Linked DNA regions of Gossypium arboreum: region 1 is linked to region 2. Evidence: chromatin contacts called from public Hi-C data. All regions are on one chromosome and are shown on one strand. Each heading gives the region's core, a stretch centred on a gene start, on an enhancer-like site or on the middle of the called end of the contact. The rest is flanking DNA. Distances are from core to core; before and after follow the strand shown. Region 1 has its middle 18 kb from the start of LOC108480500. Region 2 holds the start of LOC108480160 (probable protein phosphatase 2C 4).

Region 1 (5,464 bases), core at 1,269-3,768, 41 kb before region 2:
TTTGTATTAGATGTTGGTTATTGTTTGATGTAATGCTCTCTGTATTTATGAAAATAAACATTTGATAAAACAAATTTTAATTTTGATTCAATCACACATATTTAAAAATAAATAAATCTAATTATTTTTACGTTTGATCAGTGTAATTATTTGTGTATGTAATAAGTAAATGTGACCTAGTTTAGTATTACTGTTGTTCTTGAAAAATGCTTTTGTAAAATTTAATTTAGAAAAAATGATTTTTTTAAATTGTTGTGAAAAGTGTATTTTTACTTTTTATTTCAAATGTTGAGCTAATGTTAAAACTACTTTTAAAAGTTTAAAAATTTATTTTAGACATGATGTTATATAGTAAATAATAAGTAAATTTAATTAATATTCAATAAGTTTTAGCTTAGTTGACATTGTTATTATTACCAATGTAGGAGGATGGGAGTTCGAGTGTGTTTAAGTATGTTTTATCCTCATATTTAAGTTTTGGGAATGAGTTATGGATAGTTCTAGACATTGTATAAAAAAATAATTAAAATAAATTATTTTTAAATTTTAATTTGAATATACATACCATATTTTAGATATTAAAATCACATACAAATTGACACTTAAGTTATGGCCCATTAGTCAGATGTTCACCTTCCTTAAGAATAACCTAAGTTTGGATCTTCGTTGTAAAAAAAAAAATGCATACAAATTATAAATCTTACAACTTGAATATATAGTGCTATATATTTAAAATAAATTTCAAAAAGAAAAAGAACATAAATATTACAAAAAATAAATATTTGATATTTATAATTTTAAATAAATACATTAATGTATATAAAATAGATTAATAAATAAGAATAATATTTGGTACACTGTTAGTGGAGTTTTTAGATTTCACAAGTAGATTGAGAGGGTTGCCAAGTGTCTTATAGGATATAGTAAAATATTAAAGAAAATAAATATTTTAAAAAGAGACACATGACAATTTTGTGGAATAAAAGATACACCATTAGTATAGCAAATATTAATCTTAATAAATAAGTTTTTTTTCTTTTACCATTATTCCCATTAAAATTAGGTTTTTTAATTATAAAAGCATCAATGTGATTAAAATTGTTTTAACAGTCAAAAGCGCTTTTGAACTATTTAAAATAATTTTGTTAAAATCACGTATTACAATTTTTTGAATAATTTTATTATAGGTTTTGATTATATCTACTCTTTTTATCATAATACGTAAAACTACCTATAGTTCATCCTCAACTCATAAATAGGAGAATAATATATTTCAGCGCGCTCAAACCCACATCTTCATGCATTAACAACAATGGCCATACTAATCGAATTAAAACTGAATCCACAATCACATATTACATTTTACATTAAATGAAAGCTGAATTTTTATTTTGAGATTTATATTTTGCAATCAATATTTTTAATTGATCTTAAGCAACATGGATTATCTCATTACCTCTATAGAATCTGTATTGATGGATTAGACAATTTCCCTCCTTTTTGATGGTCCAACAATGATTACCCATATTACAATTACAACTCAAATCTTTTGTTCTCTTTCGATGGTCCAATTATGATTACCCATTTTAATACAATTACAACCCAATGGGCTTTCATTTGGGTTCAATCAAAGGGGGTTGTGTCAACTTTGAACATTCATTTCAAGTCAATACCATACTTTTTTCAAATATAATAATAGATCACCAAGAAAACCCTAAAACAAGGAGATAACTTGTTCCCATGGTCAATTTAATTTGAATTTATGAGTAAAATGAATTGGTCATAAGGAAAGAAAAAAATTTTGGGTCAATTTTTTATTTATTTAAAAATTCCAAGATGTTGGTATTTAACTAGTATGGTATATACTATTTTCTAGAATAGAATAGAAGAAAGTTGAATAAAAGTGAAACATTTGAGATAACCAAAATGTCAAAGCAATCGAGTTATTGTTGAAATTCAGCAATGTTGACAACTTCAAAACACCCATAACATTAAACTAATTGCAAAAGCCAAATAACAAAAATAAACTTTCTCCATTTGATTTGAAAATAGTAAGTCAAGACCTATATATGGCTCTTGGATTGAATGGCAAGTAGTATTTTAAATTATAAATTCATTTTCATTGTCAATTTAATAGTAATTATTTTTAATAAAATTATGAAAATAATAATAAATCAGTTCAATTGTCAATTTTTTAATTTTTAAAATTTTAAATTAATAAAAGTAAAATTGTACTTTGTCTCCTTAAAATAATAAAAATTAATTTAAATTTTTAAAATTATAAAAAATAAGTTATTAAATGATAAAATTATATTTTACTATCATCAAAACTATAATTTAATTTCAACCACCCTAAAAAATTTTCTAAATTTAATCTAATCCAATTTCGAATTTATTGAAAGTTTAATCCATCTGTCGAATATGGAAAGTTTAATAATAATAATAATAATAGTGGTGAGACACATAAGACAAGATGTTACCCCATGGGCGCATGTGGTTGGAGTTGAGAGAGCTAAGGCTAAGATTAGATTAGGCAGACACGGACAAGATGTCACTTGAGTGGTCGCGTGCTTCCCTTTCTCATCAATTCCTTTAAAAAATTGTTCCCTTTCTTTATTATCTTTTTTTTGTAAAGATTTTGGCTTACAATCATTTTTTTTAAAAAAAAAAAAATCTAAATTTGAATTTTATGTCAATTTTAAAATTGATTTTAATTCATGTTAGTTGTGACTTTAATCAGTAATTTATTGGCTTAAAAAAATCATGTTTACTAGGCTTTAAGAAATATAAAGGATATTGGTTGTGTCAATGGCACGTTTTGGATGCAACGTCTGTTGTAATTCGTTTTTCACTTAGGTTGCCGTCTAATTTGCGATATATGTTTCACATTCTTTTATCAAAAAATTCTTTAATTACTTTGACAATATTTTTTAACAATTTAATAGTTAGGATCACGAAGAAAGTAAATTAAATTAAGATTCTTTTGAAGACTTTTTTAAAAGAAGTCTTATTCGTATAATTTTTCATATTTGATTTTTTGTGAAAATTTATTTGATCAGCATAATTCAAAGAGATTAAAGTTCACATTAACGGCAATATTTAACAAATATTTCTTTATTTTATTATTTATATGAGATTGAAAGCACTTATTTGTTCATTGTGAAGGAAAAAAACCTTGTTATTGAAGATTTTAATGATGAAGGTAATGTGTCAATAGCCAATTCGTAGTAAAACAGTCAAGATAAATATAGGTAAACGCACCTCTCATCCAGAAGAACCCTAAAAATCTTGAATAAAGCTATTGAAGTTACTAAACCTAATCTTAAATAGAGGACACCTCAATTTCTTACTCACACTCATGTGCAAAAAAAAAAGAGATGAAGATTATGGATGAGAAAAGTTTTATCAATGAAAGAAATATCCAAAAAGATGAGTTTATAGAGAATGGTATTCACATTTTCTGGAGCAAAACGATCTCATGCTTTCTGTATCCTATGCCAAAACTTATGTGAAGAATTTGGTACTTGAATTCTATTCAATCTTTGATATTCCATTATAGACAAGAATGGTGTCCATTGTATGCAAACTTATGTGCGTGGACACTTGTTCACCTTTAGTCCTGCACTGATAAGTATGTTCATGCATCATTTTGGTGAAGATGATAATACGTTTATTGCAGATCATGATCATTTGGCTTTCCAACTTACAAATAAAGTCTGATCCACTTGACCTGGTGGATAAGATTTTAAAACTTCGGAGGTTGAGCCTACCTATGTTTCATTACAAGCCATTGCTATGCAAAACTTTTTAATTGCTAAGTCAATTGCAATTCAACATGTAATTGATAGAAGAATTTAACGAACTCTCTTTCTCTCTCTCTATATATATATATATCACATAAAAATTGGATAAAACAAAATCGTAGATAATCTGAGGAGATCGATTCAAATCAAAAACTTAGAGTTTAATTCTATTATTTCATTTGAGTTTAGTATTTGAATCTCAATATTTATAATCAATTTTAATCTTTTTGATGTAATATTTTTTATTTTGTCGTTCACTATAAAAGAAGTGCTCATTTGGACAATTTGAATCAAATATATTTGAGTATCTTAATGATTTTTTCATTGAAATTCTTATCATTAAATGAAGAAGTTGATATATATTGTAAATAGTTTTAGACAAAGAGATGAAAAGAAAGAGAATATTGAGAAAGTTTTGATATTGAATTAGACCTATGTATCGATTTTGAATTTATTGTTCTTTAAATTTTAAAGTCATTTTAAAATCACATTTTCATTAAAATCATATCTAGATTCACAGATTAAATTATTTCAAATTTCAATTTAATCTAAAATTTTAAAATATTAGTAATATGTAAAAGATAGTGAGAATATGTTAATTAGTGGGGACTGATGGTGGTGATCTTGATAGCTGATGACAATGACCATGGTGGCTCATGCCTCCCCCAATTTGTCATTAATTGATTTTAATTTCCAGTCAAACTCTCTCTGGATAGTGTGTTTACTCAATGGCTAGCATTCTCTTTTTTGCTTTCTTAAAACCTTCACCAATTCCTTGTAAATTAAGCTACAACTCCTAAGCCGAGTTAAAATGATAAAAAATTTAATATTTTTAATTAAAATTTTAAATTTGAATATTTTGAATGAAAAATATTGGAAAAACATTACCTTCATATAAAGTTTGAACTAATTTAACAACAATTTATTAAATTCCTAACAACTTTCACAAAAAAAAAAAAAAAAAAAACCATTCTTGATGTAGTTTGAACCAAATATTAAATATTAAATATCATGAACGTGTTTGAATTCCCTTTTTGCTTGTCCAGTTTGAAACCACAAGCAGAAAGGTAGAATTTTTAGAAGTCAAAAAGGGGGGGGGTAACATTCTTTTTTATAAAAAAAATTTACCAATTTCATGTGATGATTCGATATTTTCACTGTAAAATATGCAAAGGAAAAAAAATGGGTTTTTAGTTTTGTTGTGAAGAGTTGAAAGTTAAAGCATTGATAAGATAAAAAAACAGGATTCAGATAAGACAGGTTAAATTAGGTATTTTCAGATGTTTGTGTTAGGTATCTAACACCCTTTTTACGAAAAAAAGAGTGCATATATTCCTTTGTTCCAAGAATTGTGATTTTTAGATTGTTTATTCCTCAATATTAAGTGTTTTTTCTCCCTAGAAAATGGGTTAATTACTTCTGTTTTAAATTTTAAAATATTTTAAATTGAATTTTAAAAGCATCAATTAAGTTATTTTATCTGTTTACCTATTAATTTGATTTAAATATAATGTGAAATGTAAATTAAATTGTAAATATATATTTATATATGAATCACGTGAAATTGACATAATAAGAGAAAAAAAACTTTCTAAATTTTACTAATAGTATTATATCTTGATTGTCCATGTAATAAGTATACATTAATTTATAATTACCTA
Region 2 (5,909 bases), core at 3,357-5,856:
TTAATTGCTAAACTAAGGTAAAAAAATTATATTAAAAATACTGCCATGTGAAAAACTAATTTTAAATTTTAAAAGTAAAAAATATTAGAATTTTATCCATTCTATTTGTGGCCTTCGATTTTACCCATTCAATAAGTACATTTCACCTTAGACTAGTTCTCATATCACACGTGTTTATTTTTAAAAATGTTATATTTTTAAATTTTTATATATTTTTAGTTAAATAAAAAATTAATTTAATTTATAATAAAAATCTATTCATTTTGAAAATAATTGAGAAAATAAAATAACATTTTAAAAATAATAAAAATAAAAAGTAGAAAACAATTCATAGTAAAATATTAAGTATTATTAACATAATATTTAACATAATATTTCTAAACAACTATTTATAAATATGTAAATATTATTAAAATAAAAATTATAAAACTATCAAAAATTAAATAATATTAAGTAATTTATAATATATTATGATATTTTTAAATAAAAATTTTAAAATACATGATTAAATTAATGAAATTTTATATTAATATACTATCATATTAATTAATATCAACATAATAATGTCAATAAATTATTATTTTAATATTAAATTTAATAATATAATTTTTAGTTTATATATATTATAGCAATTATCTTTTACTTAATATTGCCAAAAATAATAAATAAAATTATCATTAATTATATATTCCGTAAATCCTAATTCGTAATCAAAATTAATATAAACAAAAAGTCAAGCAGAGCTGCGGGTTGTACTCGGAAAACCTGGCGTTGACAAAAGGGATTTTCTGTGGAAGTCAAATACTCGTGAAACGTGTCATTCATCCCTGCCTTATTCAATAATAAATAATCTCGATCCAACGGTGATGGTGGCACGCTTTTCCAGGCACAATTAAGGAGTGTTTTTCTTGTGGGTGGCTCTTTTGACTTTGATGGCTATTACCAGAATTTATGACCTTTCAATTTTTCTCACCAAAACCACTTCCCCATTCTCTAACTTGGCGCGTGCAATTAACTCTAAACAAAAAATTTAAACCCAAGTTTAAATATAATAAATACGTAATAAATTAAAATACGAGCAACATTTTGATTAGATTTGATTATATATGATAAATAAATATTGATGGTGCTCGCAATTTGAACTCAGGTTCTACATGGTCGGCAGCGGTGGCACGAGATGAGCATGGTAATTGGATATGGGGAATAGAAAGAAGTATTGGAAGATGCAGTGTACTACAAGCTGAGCTTTGAGCCATTTATGATAGCCTCCAATTAGCTTGGGAAGTTAAATGGGCAAATATTATTACCGAGACAAATAGTGTTTTAGCTATCAAAGGTGTTCACGAAGATTTTAGAGGATATTCTAATAGAGATTTGATTGTGCAAATCCAACAACTATGCAAGCATGAATGGATAGTGCTCTTTAAGCAAGTATCTAGAGAGGCGAATTTGGCTGCTGATATTTTAACTAGATTGATGAAAGGTTTTCTTATAGGCACGAGAATATTTCATGTTCCCCATCCACAAGTAGATGATCAGTTGCGAACAAACAGACAAGTTATGCCATCCAACCCAGATACTACTGTTAGCTTGTAATTGAAGCTTGTACATCTTGTTATCAAAAATAAAATTTTATTTAGTGACAACCCAAAGCAATTTTTTTTAAATGATGAAAATATTTAATTCTCTATAATATGTTTGAAATTGCATTTAAAAAGTTATGACAATTAAAATTACATAGTACCAACTAATTATTTCTATAATAGTCTCATTTGTCTATTAAAATTTTAGATGTTCTTGAAACGTGATTGTTATACACTTATAATGTCATTTGAGTCACCTATAACAACATTTGAGGTTTAGATCGATTTGATTCTTTTTAGATTTTAAAATTTAAAATCATAATATATTAAGAATATTAATTGTTGAGATTTAAACAAGTTTACAAATATAATTTCATTTATTAAAATGTTTTTCTAATACAATTATTAATATATTTAGTATAAAAATTAAAGGTTTTATTGATATAGTATCTTAATTAAATTTTATTATTTATATTTGACTGAAGAACATAATTAATTGTACTAAAATTTGAGACAAAAAAGATGTTATAGAGAAGAATATATTTGCACGATGGCTGCTTGGGGACATCGAATTCAGCTTTGCTTCGACGAATTCAATAGATGTTACAGTGCAAGGAACATTAGGTGCTTACGTATGTCCCTAGGGAGAGAAATCAATTCGTTGATCGTTTAGTGTTCAGAAAGATTGAGTGCTTTTGATCATTTAGTTTAATTTAGTTATCTCGTATTTTTATTCACCAAAAAATAAATAAATGAAGAGAGTGCCAAAGTAGACAAAAATAATATAAATACTATATTAAAAATATTAAATTAAGATACCAAGCTAATATAAAAAACTGTAAGTATTATAATAAAATGATGTAGTTGAAAGGAAATGTTAGCAAAATCATTAATCATTGGTAATATTTTTGTGTTTCAAAATGTTTGACTTAAAAACACTCATTAATACCATATATCTAATTAACAAAAATAATATTTAATTTTAAATTTACAAATTGTTAAAACAAATAAGCCCGTAAACTATCACTCTCAATTAATGTACCATCAAAATTGAAAACCCTTTTAACAATATTTGTCAACTTGTCCAAGAGCGTGAAATCCACGCTCTCTAACTTACAAACTCTATTCAAACTACAATAATAAACCTTCCCTTAAACACCACCAAATTTATGCAAAGGTAAGATAATGTAATTTTAAAAATTTAAATATGAAATTATGTAGCATTTTAAAAATTCGAACTCTCATTTAATTTTGTTTCCCAAGCGGCTTTGTTTATATATGGTTTTGTCTTTGGTGGTGTCCGCGTTTGAGTTGTCTATTGTCCGTCTTTTTCTCCTTCTCACTAACCATTTCTTTTTTCTTCTCATTCAATACACATATTTTATCTTTTTTCAGTTTACAGATCTATTTTATGAGTATCTTTGTTATCTTCACAAATTATGATGAACAGATGACAGCGCCTGTCGTTAGCTAAAACTCCACCGACCACCAGTAGTTTTTCTTGGAAAGTAGGAGCCTCTTCGTTAGCTTCATAATTTGTTTCTGTTTTGAGAGTATTTAAGGATTACAAATGATTTCATAAGTTGATTTGAACTCGTGTTGTCTTAAGTTTTATATTTTTTTTTGTTTTTCCATTGTTTAATAAGTTTTCAGTTTTAAAAATGTTTGTTTGCTCTTGTAGCAAGTTTTTTAGCCTTACTTATGCATGTAACCTTAGTTTTACAAGTGATTTTATAGATAATTTTATTGTCATCCCCTCTAGTTTGGTAAATACTCGACTCTTTTGTCGATTTTTGCTCGTAGCTTTGAACTATTCAGGACTAGTTTTTATATTGTATTAACTGCTTGTAATCACTCCAAATATGTCGTACTTAAGTTGTGACAAAACCAATTGTCAACGTGTCATGATGTTCTATTTATACTGAGGCTAAAGTCTTTATTATGTTGATGGAGCTTGTCCTCCACCATTTACAATGAATGTTTTGTTATTTTTTTCTTGAATTGTATAGTTTTATTCATTAAATTAATTAATAAAATTACGTTTGAAACTCATAACTAATATTACACAAATAAAATGCTAAATCTTGGATTTGGGATCGAAAGGTTTCTAATTTTGGATTGGGGATTGTAAGATTTTTAAGTACAGTTTTAATAAATAGATTAATTTCAATTTATATATTATTTTCACAGAACTTAAAATAGTCACATGAGCAATTTTCTTTTAGAAACATCACAAATCCAATTTAATGAAAATTTCTTCAGAAAATTAAAATTTTAAAATTAAAAGTAGTACTAAATTCTAAATGTGAGAATAGTATAGAAAGCAAAAGCATAGTTAGACCTTAAAAATTTTATTTTATATTAAAGGGTTAAAACATGCTATTAGTATATGTACTCATCCAAAATTTGAAATTTTATAATTGTACTTAAAAGTTAAAATTCAATTCTATGTAAAGAGAGGAGAGCACTTAGACTATTTATTAGAAACCTAGTAATTTCTTTGCTTACACTGGTTAGCATAGGATTTCTAGAAGCAGAAAAAATCGCCTATGAATGGATCTTTCTTATAGTCATTCTATTAATAAGTTTCATTATTTTATATCGGGAAATAAATAAAAAAAAGAATTGGATTCTTTTGTTGCTAATCCATTTTTTGTTAGTGATTTTGGCTTTTATCTTACGCTCTTTCCTATCCGAGATGATTTCGACATTATAGTCCAATAATTATTGTTGCTTGTAATTTTTGTTAAAATTTGTCAATTATATGCAAATTTTGACGAAATACTAACAATGTTAATGAGTGGATTGTAATTTTTAAATCAGAAAAGAGAGTTAAAATTTTAACTTTTAAGTATAAGGACTAAAAGTTAAATTATGTCAAAGTACAGGGACTAACAGCATATTTTAAGCATATATATTTCAAATTTTGTGAAACTCGACTAATAATATAAACCCCTTTCTTAGTCAACGCCCCCACCACTCACTTCACCCAAAACATTAATAAAGTTAAAATAAATAATAAAAGCATAAAAACACTAATAAAATGGAACCCAAAAGAAAGTGTTTTTTTTTTCTTCAATTTGAAAAGCTTCTCTCTTTCTTCTTGCCAAAAGTCAACGCCTTTCTTCTTCACCTTCCTCTTCTTATCTTCTTTCTCTTTTCCCCCTGAAAATTTAAGAGCAAAATAAAAGAGAGAAAAAGGGAACACAAATATATTGAATTTTTATTTTTAATTCTTTTGGGGGGTTATGGGTAACGGTTTCGGCAAGTTAAGCGTGTGTTTCACCGGCGGCGGCGGATATGGCGGTGGGGAAGAAGCTCGACGTCGGAAGGAAATCTCCATGTTGCTATCGGATCCCCTCGACGAAGGCCTTGGCCACTCCTTTTGCTACGTCAGACCCGACCCAACCCGACTCTCTTCGTCCAAGGTCCATTCCGAGGAATCCACCACGACTTTCCGTACGATCTCCGGCGCCTCCGTCAGCGCCAACACGTACACGCCGCTCTCGACGGCGCTGGTGGACCCGTACGTCAGCTACAGCAACGGCTGCTTCGATAGGGCGGCGGCTTTCGAGAGCACCACATCGTTTTCCTCGATCCCGCTGCAGCCGATCCCTAAGAGCTTGATAAATTCTTCCGGTCCCATGTCCGGTAGCCTAGTTTCAGGTTCGGGTCCCTTGGAAAGAGGGTTTATGTCGGGTCCGATCGAGAGAGGGTTCATGTCGGGTCCCCTCGATAATGTTAATAACAATTACAGTCGTGGGTTATTTTCGGGTCCACTCGAAAAAGGCTTCTCCGATCAGTTTCAAAGAAGCTTTTCCCATGGCGCTTTTGCTTTTAAACCCAGATCGAGAAAAGGGTCTTTAATTCGGATCCTCCAAAGAGCAATCTCGAAAACCGTTTCTCGCGGCCAAAACTCTATCGTTGCTCCGATTAAAGGTGTCGTTTCAATTAAAGAACCCGAATGGATAATCGGGTCCGAAAAGAACCCGATTCCCCATCACAACGAGAATTTAACCGTCAGCAGCTTGAATCTGAGCAGCGAAGGTAGCTTAGACGACGAGGAGTCAATGGAAAGTCAAAATCTTCAATGGGCACAGGGGAAAGCCGGCGAAGATCGGGTACATGTCGTTGTTTCGGAGGAACATGAGTGGGTTTTCGTTGGGATTTATGATGGATTCAACGGCCCTGATGCTCCTGATTATTTGTTATCAAATCTTTACTCCAATGTTCATAAAGAACTCAAGGGTTTATTGTGGGATGATGGATTCGAACAAGCCCCTGCAACTTCCCCTGAAGATGAAAAACAGAGCAATGAACTAGAAT

What was found. A called contact is a pair of places that touch in the nucleus more often than the background predicts.
Region 1: a Hi-C map of leaf shows a contact between it and region 2, with 4 times the contacts expected there. The contact joins the enhancer-like site here to the promoter of LOC108480160 in region 2. A contact is called at or near these places in 3 of 5 Hi-C or Micro-C datasets (all in leaf).

What each region holds. Positions count from the first base shown.
Region 1 is chr1:8,372,630-8,378,093 of ASM2569848v2, reverse strand. No RefSeq gene overlaps it. Among protein-coding and RNA genes, the nearest start is that of LOC108480500, 18 kb to the left of the region's middle. Within about 2 kb of position 2,518, at least 1 of the 2 cell types and tissues checked has an H3K27ac peak or open chromatin away from gene starts, as enhancers often do. A contact at or near this core is called in leaf, where this site is marked.
Region 2 is chr1:8,332,943-8,338,851 of ASM2569848v2, reverse strand. LOC108480160 (probable protein phosphatase 2C 4) reads left to right here and starts at 4,606. Exons shown (of 4, transcript XM_017783057.2): 1 at 4,606-5,909. The coding sequence starts at 4,832.